Linked DNA regions of Rattus norvegicus: region 2 is linked to region 1. A link is a contact called in public Hi-C data. All regions are on one chromosome and are shown on one strand. The core of a region is the stretch at or near the end of the contact, and the rest is flanking DNA. Distances in the headings are between cores, read along the strand shown. Region 1 holds the start of Lzts1 (leucine zipper tumor suppressor 1). Region 2 overlaps LOC102554171 (a long non-coding RNA gene).

Region 1 (5,022 bases), core at 170-2,669:
TGTATCCTCTGGTTCATCAAGAGTCCTAAGAAACGTTCACCTCTGAGAAGACATGCTTGTACCAAGTTAATGAGCGGGGCACAGAAAGAAGAGGAGGAGGCTTTCCTCAAAAGAGGGATCTGTCTACCTGTGGTGGTTACAGAGGTCCAAGTAAGGATGGTACTCATGTCTGGAACTGGGAAAGGTATAGTTAACAAAGCAGGAGAAACACTTCTCAAATGGAGAGATAGTCTGGCATAAACTCCCCATCTCAGTCTTCCAAATGCTGGGATTACAGGCTGGCTGTCTATCTATTTTCTCTAGAAAATAGATATTACTAAGCTAGAATTACGGAATTAAATAAAGCTTAAAATTAATCTAGGGTCAAGACCTGGAGGAAGAAGCAGGGGTTTGGAGTAGGAGAGTGTCTGATTCATTCATGAGATTAGTGATCCCTACTCTTCTCCCCTTAACTTGCCCCTTTCAGGCCTGGGCTGACAATTTCTGGGCAACACCTCTGCCTTTATACTGACTGGCTTTTCACTATCTTACCTCGGTGTACCCTCAGACAGGCGGTGAAAAGGTGGGTGAATGGCTGCTGGTTTTAGTGCTCGGGATTGAAATTAAGACCACGCCTTTTTACCACTGAGCAACTTCTCCAGTCCGCCCTGCAGATATATTTCCACTTTAAATTTTCAGACAAGGTCACACTTCAGTGCTTTGAGTGGCACTGAATTCATTTTGTGTTCCAGGCAGGACTTGAATTTATAATCCTCCTGTTTCAGCCTCTCAAGTCCCTGGGATTTCTGGCTTGCATCACCTAGGCCAGGCTTCTGTAGTGGCAAAATTTGAATTGGATCTTTTTTGAGGAGTAAAGTCTCTGGGTTCTGGGTTCTGGGTTCTCTGGTCTGTAATCACAGCAAGAGGAAGCAGTACCCTCATAACACCTCGAGGCCTTTAGTGTGGTCCTTAAACCAAGAAACTCAACCTTTTGTTGGGGTTGTGGTTGGGGGTTGGGCTGGAGAAATCACCGGTAAGAGGTAGCAAAGAAAAGGGGAATGCAGAAAATGGATAAAGAAAACGCGAAGGCGAATAGATGCAGATAGAGAAAGCAAGAACTAGGAGTAGTGGAAGATGAGGAAAGGGAGAGAAAGGCTGAACAGACGGGAATCCCCGAGGGTGATGAAGCGAGAGCTAAGAAACTGCGAGCCTGACCGGCGCGAGCTTTGGGTAGAGAGGAGCCAGGAGGTTGGAGCAACCCCAGCTGTCAGCCGGGAACAAAGGCCCGGGAGAGAGCTGGACTGGGTGCAAGCAGTGCGGGCCAATGAATGCCGTTGACTCTGGCCCCGCCCTACCCGTGCCCCGCCCCGCCCCGCCCCGTCCCGCCCCGCCCCGCCCCGCCGGCGGCCAGGGACCCAGCGCAAGGGCCAGAGCGCCCGGGCCAGCTGGCGGGCTCTGGGCGGCTGCGACAAGCTCAGAGTCCGAAAGTTTCTCTGCCTTTCTGCTGCTCCTGGGAGTGTGACTTGAGCGACGCGGGATCAGTCGGCTCCAGTGGCTCTCCAGAAAAAGAGAAAGGGGTACTACACAAAACACACCGAAAAATCAAAATCTGCAGCCATTTGCAGCTATCTCCGAGGCGGAGGAGGGCAGACAGGTAAGGTACGGGTACCCAGGGTCCTGTTCCTCCTTCGCGCAATGTCTGCAGTCCCGCGGATGGCCCAGGCACAGGGAAGGCTGCTCTCCCTACAGCAAACCACTCCGGGAGTGAGTCCGCTCGTCTGTCGGTCTTTGTCTGTCTGTGTCCGCGTCTGTCTAGGTGTCTTTGTTTCTACATGTAACTATCGGAGTAGAGGGCAGCGGTAGGTGTGGGGGAGTCTTCTCCCCTGTCACTGCTTGTATTTCTAATCTGACCCCAGCCGGAAGGAAACGGTGTGCATCAGTCAATCCTTCTGTCTTTGTCCGTGAGACCGGGGAGGTTTGTTTCCTCGCAAATCTGAATTTTATCTTGGAGACTGTGCATTAGGTGACATGAATGCAGAGATGAAGATATGAGAGGTGAGGAAGTGAGGCCACAGAAACTGAGGCCACAGACAGAGGATACAGCTGCTGGGGACTGGCTAGTGAGCTTTACCTTGCTAGCTGGAACTTTTGAGGTGTCTGGAAGGAACAGAAATGAACTTGGACGGATACACAGACAGGTAGACAGACAGATACACACACACACACACACACACACACACACACACACACACACACACACCCCTCAGTTCACTCCTTTTTCTCACTCACCACAGGGAGTCAGATCCCCTCTGTTTTGCCTCTCATCTGCCCAGGCTTCATTCAGCAATAGAGACCCAGACACCAGGGACCAGGTGACTGTCTCCCCTCCCTGCTGCAAGTGGAAGAGATTAAACCATGGCACATGTGAGTATTCTGCTCACCCACTGGTTGTCAGGCCTGGGAAAGTGCTGTAGAGTCCTCAGTTTCCCAAGCATGAGAGATGTTTAGGGATCCAAGAACCGTGCCTTCTGCCCCCAGGCTTTCTGCATGCTCCTTGAATTGCTGGTGAAGAGGTACTAGGTTCTGGGTAGCTGTTGTAGAGGCTGCACCACCAAAGGGTCTTTTCCTGGGAAACACAGTCTAGTCTCAGCCCATCCACGGAGAGATAAGCTGTCTGCACACAGTTCTTCCAGCACCCAGACCCTGAGGAGGAGGCTGCTGGTAAGGGATTTTGAGGATTTGTAACCCGAGCTTCCTTCAAGTTCAGAAACAATTTTCTGCAGGCAGACAGAAGGAAAATGGAGGTGTTTGAAAGGTGTATGCACATAAGTATCAGAGTTAGATTTTACAGGGGTAAGAGTCTTCAAGGTTGGCACAGAGCAGAGTGTGGGCAGGAGTCTGTGGGCAGGGAATGCACCTTAATCAGGCATGGCCCACACCTTGTATTTACCCAGCTCTTTCTTCTGACCATTTTCAGTGCATCATAGATGTTATCTCATTTGTTGTCTCCTTTATCCTCACAGCACAACTCCCACATTAGCATGAGATGTGATTTACTCTGGGTCTGCCAGTGAAGAAACTGAGGCACCAAAATGGAAGGGTGTTCCCATAGCTAGTGGGAGCCAAGTCCACCATTAATGGAATCCGGAAAAGCATGTCTTAGCTGTGTCGATAGGAGTATAGAGCACGCATGTGCTAGAACTGAGAACTGTCTGTGGAAAAAGAAATCGGAGCATCCTTCCTGGAGGTTTCATGGAAGGAGCAGACATTTGCTTTTGCTCAAGATGATTGTCCTTTCCTCTTTCTAGCATATGTCTTGGCACACTCTGCAAGGCAAACCTGCTTTAGCCATTCAGTCTGTACACTCTTGAAACTGAAGGAGATACCCTAGTCTGGCAATCTACCTCACATGGCTGACAGGAGCTGAGATAGAAGAACCTTGCTGTGGGGAGTGGTCTGGGTGTGCCAGTCTCTGAGAATGTGAGAGTGCTCCACTGCCATGCACGGTTAGGAAGCCAGATGTCTGCATGTGTGGGCAAAGAAGTAGATGGACTGGAACTAAAATGGTCTCTATTCGGGAACACTTATTTTTATGCCTTTGTGTGTGTTTAACATTTCACCCCACAACTTTTCATTGGATGCTACAAGATGCAAGGCTTTGGGACCCATAGTGAACTTCAGAAATGAATACCATAGGCTGGGGTTTGTTTCCTTGAATGAACGCTTCCTTGAAATTGCAGGGTCTCTGGGTTTGAGCCCCTAACACTACATAAACCTTCATATGGTGGCACAGTATTATAACCAAACCTTGCCCGGGTGGTGGAGATAGGAGGTCAGAAATTCAAAGCCAGTCTTGACCACATAGGAAGTTCAGGATCAGCCTTGCTAACTGAGACAATTTCAAATGCAGAAAACCACAACAAACAACCCAACAATAAAAAATACCAAATAAGGTCCTGACAAAGAATCTATTTTTAAGCAACTTAAATTCAATTTTTTTATGAATAATATTGTAACAAAGTTTAACACCGTCCACTGAGTGCCATCGAATTTCACGCCATTGTTTTAACCACAGGCATCTGCCACTGGAGTATAGTCCCCCAACCACCTTTCCCTTAGGTCCAGATCCTATTCCTTCTTCTGAGCTATTTCTACCATTTGGTGCTGCTGTCACACTGACTCATTGGCTCCCCAAGAACTACAGAGTTTCTGGGGACGAGGCCACACCGTGAGTTCTCAGCTCAGGGTAAAGGGTCTGCCACTTAGTCGAGGCCTTTAGTAAGTAGTTAATTAGCCAACTGTTAGGAAAGAGGGTGGGCAGGGAGCTCTCTTTCCAGTGGTAGATTTCTACACGGGCACACTTCCCTGATATGGCTCTCGCTTCACTTGCTGTGTTATAGGGCTTCTGCCTGGACAAGCCTGCTCCATCCCAGGCCCTGGCCCTAACAGTTTAGAATCAAGGGGATCCTCACTCTGCCTACTCTTTCTGTGTTTGTCAACCCACGAGAGCAGATGTGGGAGGAGAAGGTACTAGACTGGATTCAGACCTGGGGTCTAGAGTTTGTACGTTCAGAGCTTCAGGCATGCAGTCGCAGGACAAAGGTAAGGGGGGCCGGAGGAGAAATTTCCGACGGCCTGGGGACTCTTCAAGCCAAGTACATCTCAGCACTTTGAATTTGCCTTTGAATGGATCTCCTTGGTGCTGCCCTTTGGATTCTTTGGAGAATGTGAACGGCTGTTGGGTTGGGAGGTAATGTGACCAGGCTTTATGCTTCACTAGTTTTACGTATCTTTAGCAGAGTCCATCAGGATGTCTCCTATTGTGATAACCACGTATGCTCTCAGGGGCCCATGATCATTTAAGTTTTTCTTTGGGAGAGCATTACTCATGCTCGACAACCTGAATTTCATTTTTTTTTTTTTTTGGTTCTTTTTTTCAGAGCTGGGGACCGAACCCAGGGCCTTGCGCTTCCTAGGCAAGCGCTCTACCACTGAGCTAAATCCCCAGCCCCTCTGAAACTCTTTAAGTAGCTAAGAATGACT
Region 2 (4,481 bases), core at 1,409-3,908, 68 kb after region 1:
AGTGCAAATGCAGGTCCCTAGTGCAGCCCGCCCCCGGAATAATCAGTGCCTCGCATCTGCTGCCCCGCTAGGTCCTTGCCGGAAGTGCGCCCTGCCAGCTGCTCTGTTCTCTGAGTGGCCCCCTGGCTAAAGTCAGGTGGTTGGAAGGACCGCGGCCCGAGGCAGAGCCGGGTAATCAGCACTTAGCAGGCAGGGGGAATTAGAAAACAGTGTGCTGGTGTGCTGGGCGGCAGCTGCGGGCCCATTTTTGCATCTGTTTAGAAACCTGCTGTCCCGCCGGCGACCCCTGCTGCTTTGCTTGGGCTTTGGAGGGAGCGTGGCCCTTTGTTTAATCGTAGCCTTCTGACAAGAGCCCTGGGGCATCTGGGCAGGTCGCAGAAAGGGGTGCGGGGTGGGGGGCAGATAGGATTCGATCTGAGAGTGACTTGGTGACGAGGGAGTGCAGGTTTAGCTCATTGCGTCATCGCGGTCCAAGCTCATCTTCAGTCTAACCTCAAACCCCAGAGGTATTATTATCGTCGTTATCATATATATATACATATATATATATATATATTTTTTTTTTAAATGAGACGCCCAAACCAGCATCCCAGACTGAAGGGGTCTGCTCCAAAAGCCAGAGCTTGCGAAAAGTCGATGTAGCAGAGACTGCAGTAGGCATATATATATGGATATATATGGTTTCTAGGGCTTGGATTATCCAAGTTATCCATTTTTCCTTCTAGAAAATATGAATAGTTGTCTGCTGAAAGGTTTGCCCTAAGAAAACACTTAGTATAGCGCGCGCGCGCACACACACACACACACACACACACACACACACACACACACACTCAAAGCACAAGAGTAATCATGTCAATACCTGGGATAGTTACTGTGTCAGGAGCCATCTAGGATAGGCTTAGGCTAGCAGGTGGCCTTCCTGGAGGTTTTGTTTTGTTTTGATTGGGGAGTGGCAGGACCTGGTCTGTGATGGGCGAGCTCAATGGCAAGGTCACAAAGACTTCATCTCAGGATTGCTTCTTGTAGCTGATATGCCTTTCTTGTCGTTATTAAATTGATGTAATAATTCCTGGGCATTAGCCCACCCTACTGATCAGATTTCCTGCAGATCAACATACAGATGAACTTTCATGAATTAATGCTATTTAGATAAATTGATGATTCTATAGAATTTCAGATTTAATTCCAGTAACTTTAGGAAGAAAGATGGTCTTAGCTGCTTTGCTAGAAAGATGTAATAATGTTAGAATCAAGACTAGAATGTTCCCACTCCTCATTAACAGTAAATAAAGGCTGCGTAAATACAGTGAGCTTTCATAATCACACTAAAAGGAGAAATAGGCTTGGGACAAATTTGTGTTCAAGGAAAAACATTTAGGTCCAAGGATAAAGCCACAGGTGTGCACTATGATAAGGCAAGGCCATGTTAAAAAAAAAAAAAAAGCTGTTGCTTTGATCTTAAAACAATCTTGCAGAAGGAAACACTGCTTTGAACTTAATAGCAACATCCTTCTGTAACTCCCATTTTATGTAATTTTATCTCTGAGGTAATTTTCTAAAGAACTTTTTGTCTAAGAAGGTATAAAAAGGCCAGAAAAAAGAAATAAAATTGTTTGTTTTTGGATGGCTTGACTTGGGAGCTCTGCCCCACCCACCCATCCATCCATCCATCCATCCATCCATCCGTCCATCCATCCATATGTACACGTCTGTCTGTATTTACATGTGTATGTATGTAAGCCTGCACGGATACTTGTGGAGTTGAGACAGACGGTCCGGCCCAGCCGGCGTGTGGGTGTATGAATATGTCTCTGCATATCTGCCTGAATAAAGACTTTTAATTCTTTTCCTTTCCTTCCTCCGTGGTTCACAAACAGTTAACCAGAAGTGTCTGGCTGCCTGGACATAGAAGGGAGAGACGGCAGTAAATCCCTTACCTAATTACCCTGCTGTTAGCAACAACTGTCAGTAGATCCAGAGGCCAGCAGCTTCTGGCCTCAGAGTAACTAAAGTCAAGAGAGGTATATGTTATTATAGAAAGCAACTCTACCTTCTCCCAAGACCTTGCCACTGTCACTCTTCTCCTTCTTCAGTTTTGCCTCTGATCTCTTCAGAGAGGACCCCCACCAGGGCTAAGCTTCTGGCACCGCTGACAGCCAGAAAGTGCACATAAAGAGAAGATCCTTGAGGAAATACAAGTGCCATCTGGTTTCAGGCAGGCTTTGGTGTCTTGGAATATATTTTTCTAGGAATAGTCATGCTTCCCGCCTGCTTGTTTTCCACTAGAGAAAAGATGCAAGGGCAGCCATTGGGTTTTGTCACATGGTGCAAAGGATAAAAGGTTTCTTAGGAGTCTTTAAAGCCCAGGAATTTCCCATGACATGGAGGGGACAGCTGAGGCTGCACCTCTGGGGCATGCCGTAAAAGCACAGTGGAAATACTATTCGGATCTGACTCTCTATGTGCAGTTTCCTCACCAGGTTAACTCATGGCTGTTCCCAGAATTCCCTTGGTTAATGAAATCCAGTGGTTTCAGAAAGCCTTTAGCTCACTGCCAGGCTTACAATAAGTATCAACTCCAGCCACTGTTCTCCAACCCCAGGGGAAGAAATCTTGGTGAGGTTTTTGGTGTGCAACAGTTGAGACTACAAAGACAGACCCGGGTGGAATGAGAGCAAGGGAAGGAAAAGAAACGAAATTCTAGAATTTCACTCAGGTATCTCCGAGGAACACCAGAGGCCCTCTGCTGGCCAAAGACTTCAACTGCTCTTCTGCATAGTTTATCGACACCTTGTGGTGAAAACTGGAAATGCAGAAAGTGTTACAACTTTGAAAATTACTGTACTCTTAGAACGGGGTTAAAAATACTGACAACCTGAGAAACTGTTGGGAATTAATGACTTCTGTGAAGGGAGAATCCTTTTGCTTCAGAGATGGTTAGCTTTGGAGGCTACCCACAGTCCCACATCCATGCACAGGCAAGCAGCACTAAGTGGACTCATTTTATTTTTCCTTTTTTTTAAATTGGCTATTTTCTTTATTTACATTTCAAATGATATCCCCTTTCCCAGCTTCCCCTCTGGAAACCCCCATCCCATCTTCCCTCTCCCTGCTTCTATAAGGATGCTCCCCTACCCACCCACTCCTTCCCACCTCCCCACCCTGGCTTTCCCCTACACTGGGGCATCAAGCCTTCACAGGACCAAGGGCTTCTCCTCCCATTGATGCCTGACAAGGCCATCCTTTGCTACATATGAGGCTGGAGCCATGGGTCACTTCATGTGTATTCTTTGGTTGGTGGGAGCACTGGGGTGTCTGGTTGGTTGATATTGTTCTTCCTATGGGATTGCAAACCCCTTCAGCTCCTTCGGTCCTTTCTCTAACTCCTCCATTGAGGACCCTGTGCTCAGTCCAATGGTTGTCTGGAGCATCTGCCTCTGTATTTGTCAGGCTCTGGCAGAGCCTCTCAGAAGACAGCAATATCAGGCTCCTGTCAGCATGCAACTCTTGGCATCAGCAATAGTGTCTGGGTTTGGTGAATGTATGTGGGATGGATTCCCAGGTGTGGCAGTCTCTGGATGACCTTTCCTTCAGTCTCTGCTCCACACTTTCCATATTTCCTCCTGGGAGTATTTTATTCCCCCTTCTAAGAAGGACTAAAGCATCCACTTCAGGTCTGTAAATTTTATCTTGGGTATTCCCAGCTTTGGGGCTAATATCCATTTATCAGTGACTACATATCATGTGTGTTCTTTTGTGACTAGTTACCTCACTCAGGATATTTTCTAGTTCTATCCATTTGCCTAAAAATTTCATGAAGTCATTGCCTTTAACAGGTGAGTAGTACTCTATTGTGTAAACATACCACATTTTCTGAATCTATTCTTCTATTGAGGGAAAATCTGGTTTTTTTTTCCAGCTTCTGGCTATTATAAATAAGGCTGCTATGAACATAGTGGAGTATGTGTCCTTGTTATATGTTGGAGCATCTTTTGGGTATATGCCCAGGAGTGGTATAGCTGGGTCCAATTTTCTGAGGAACCTCCAGACTGATTTCCAGAGTGGTTGTATCAGCTTGCAATCCCACAAAAATGGAGGAGTGTTCCTCTTTCTCCACATCCTTGCCAACAGCTGCTGTCACCTGAGTTTTTGATCTTAGCCATTCTGACTGGTTGTGAGGTGGAATCTCAGGGTTGTTTTGATTTGCATTTAAGTGGACTCATTTTAAATAGGGGTAGTTCCTACTCAGGTCCCTGGCTTGCCACACTGGACTAACCCTTAAGGAAGAAGGAAGATCCTGTTCTCTACATTAGATATACTACATGCACAAGGCAAGTGAGACACATATACACAAAAGCACAACTATGCAAACCTCTTTCATGGTGATCCCAAAGTGTAAACGACCCAAATGCCCACCAATCGGTGAATGGATATGTGCCACATAATTCATCTAGATATTACTCAGAAATAAAAATAAA

What was found. Hi-C and Micro-C count contacts between places; a contact is called where the count stands out from the background.
Region 2: a Hi-C map of frontal cortex shows a contact between it and region 1, with 1.7 times the contacts expected there. The contact joins the enhancer-like site here to the promoter of Lzts1 in region 1. A contact is called at or near these places in 5 of 12 Hi-C or Micro-C datasets (the A7r5 cell line, Schwann cells, frontal cortex and 2 more).

The regions. Positions count from the first base shown.
Region 1 is chr16:25,308,134-25,313,155 of GRCr8, forward strand. Lzts1 (leucine zipper tumor suppressor 1) reads left to right here and starts at 1,420. Exons shown (of 4, transcript NM_153470.2): 1 at 1,420-1,633.
Region 2 is chr16:25,374,948-25,379,428 of GRCr8, forward strand. The region is part of intron 1 of LOC102554171 (a long non-coding RNA gene); the gene reads left to right. Among named protein-coding and RNA genes, the nearest start is that of Atp6v1b2, 31 kb to the right of the region's middle. Within about 2 kb of position 2,659, at least 5 of the 93 cell types and tissues checked have an H3K27ac peak or open chromatin away from gene starts, as enhancers often do. A contact at or near this core is called in the A7r5 cell line, where this site is marked.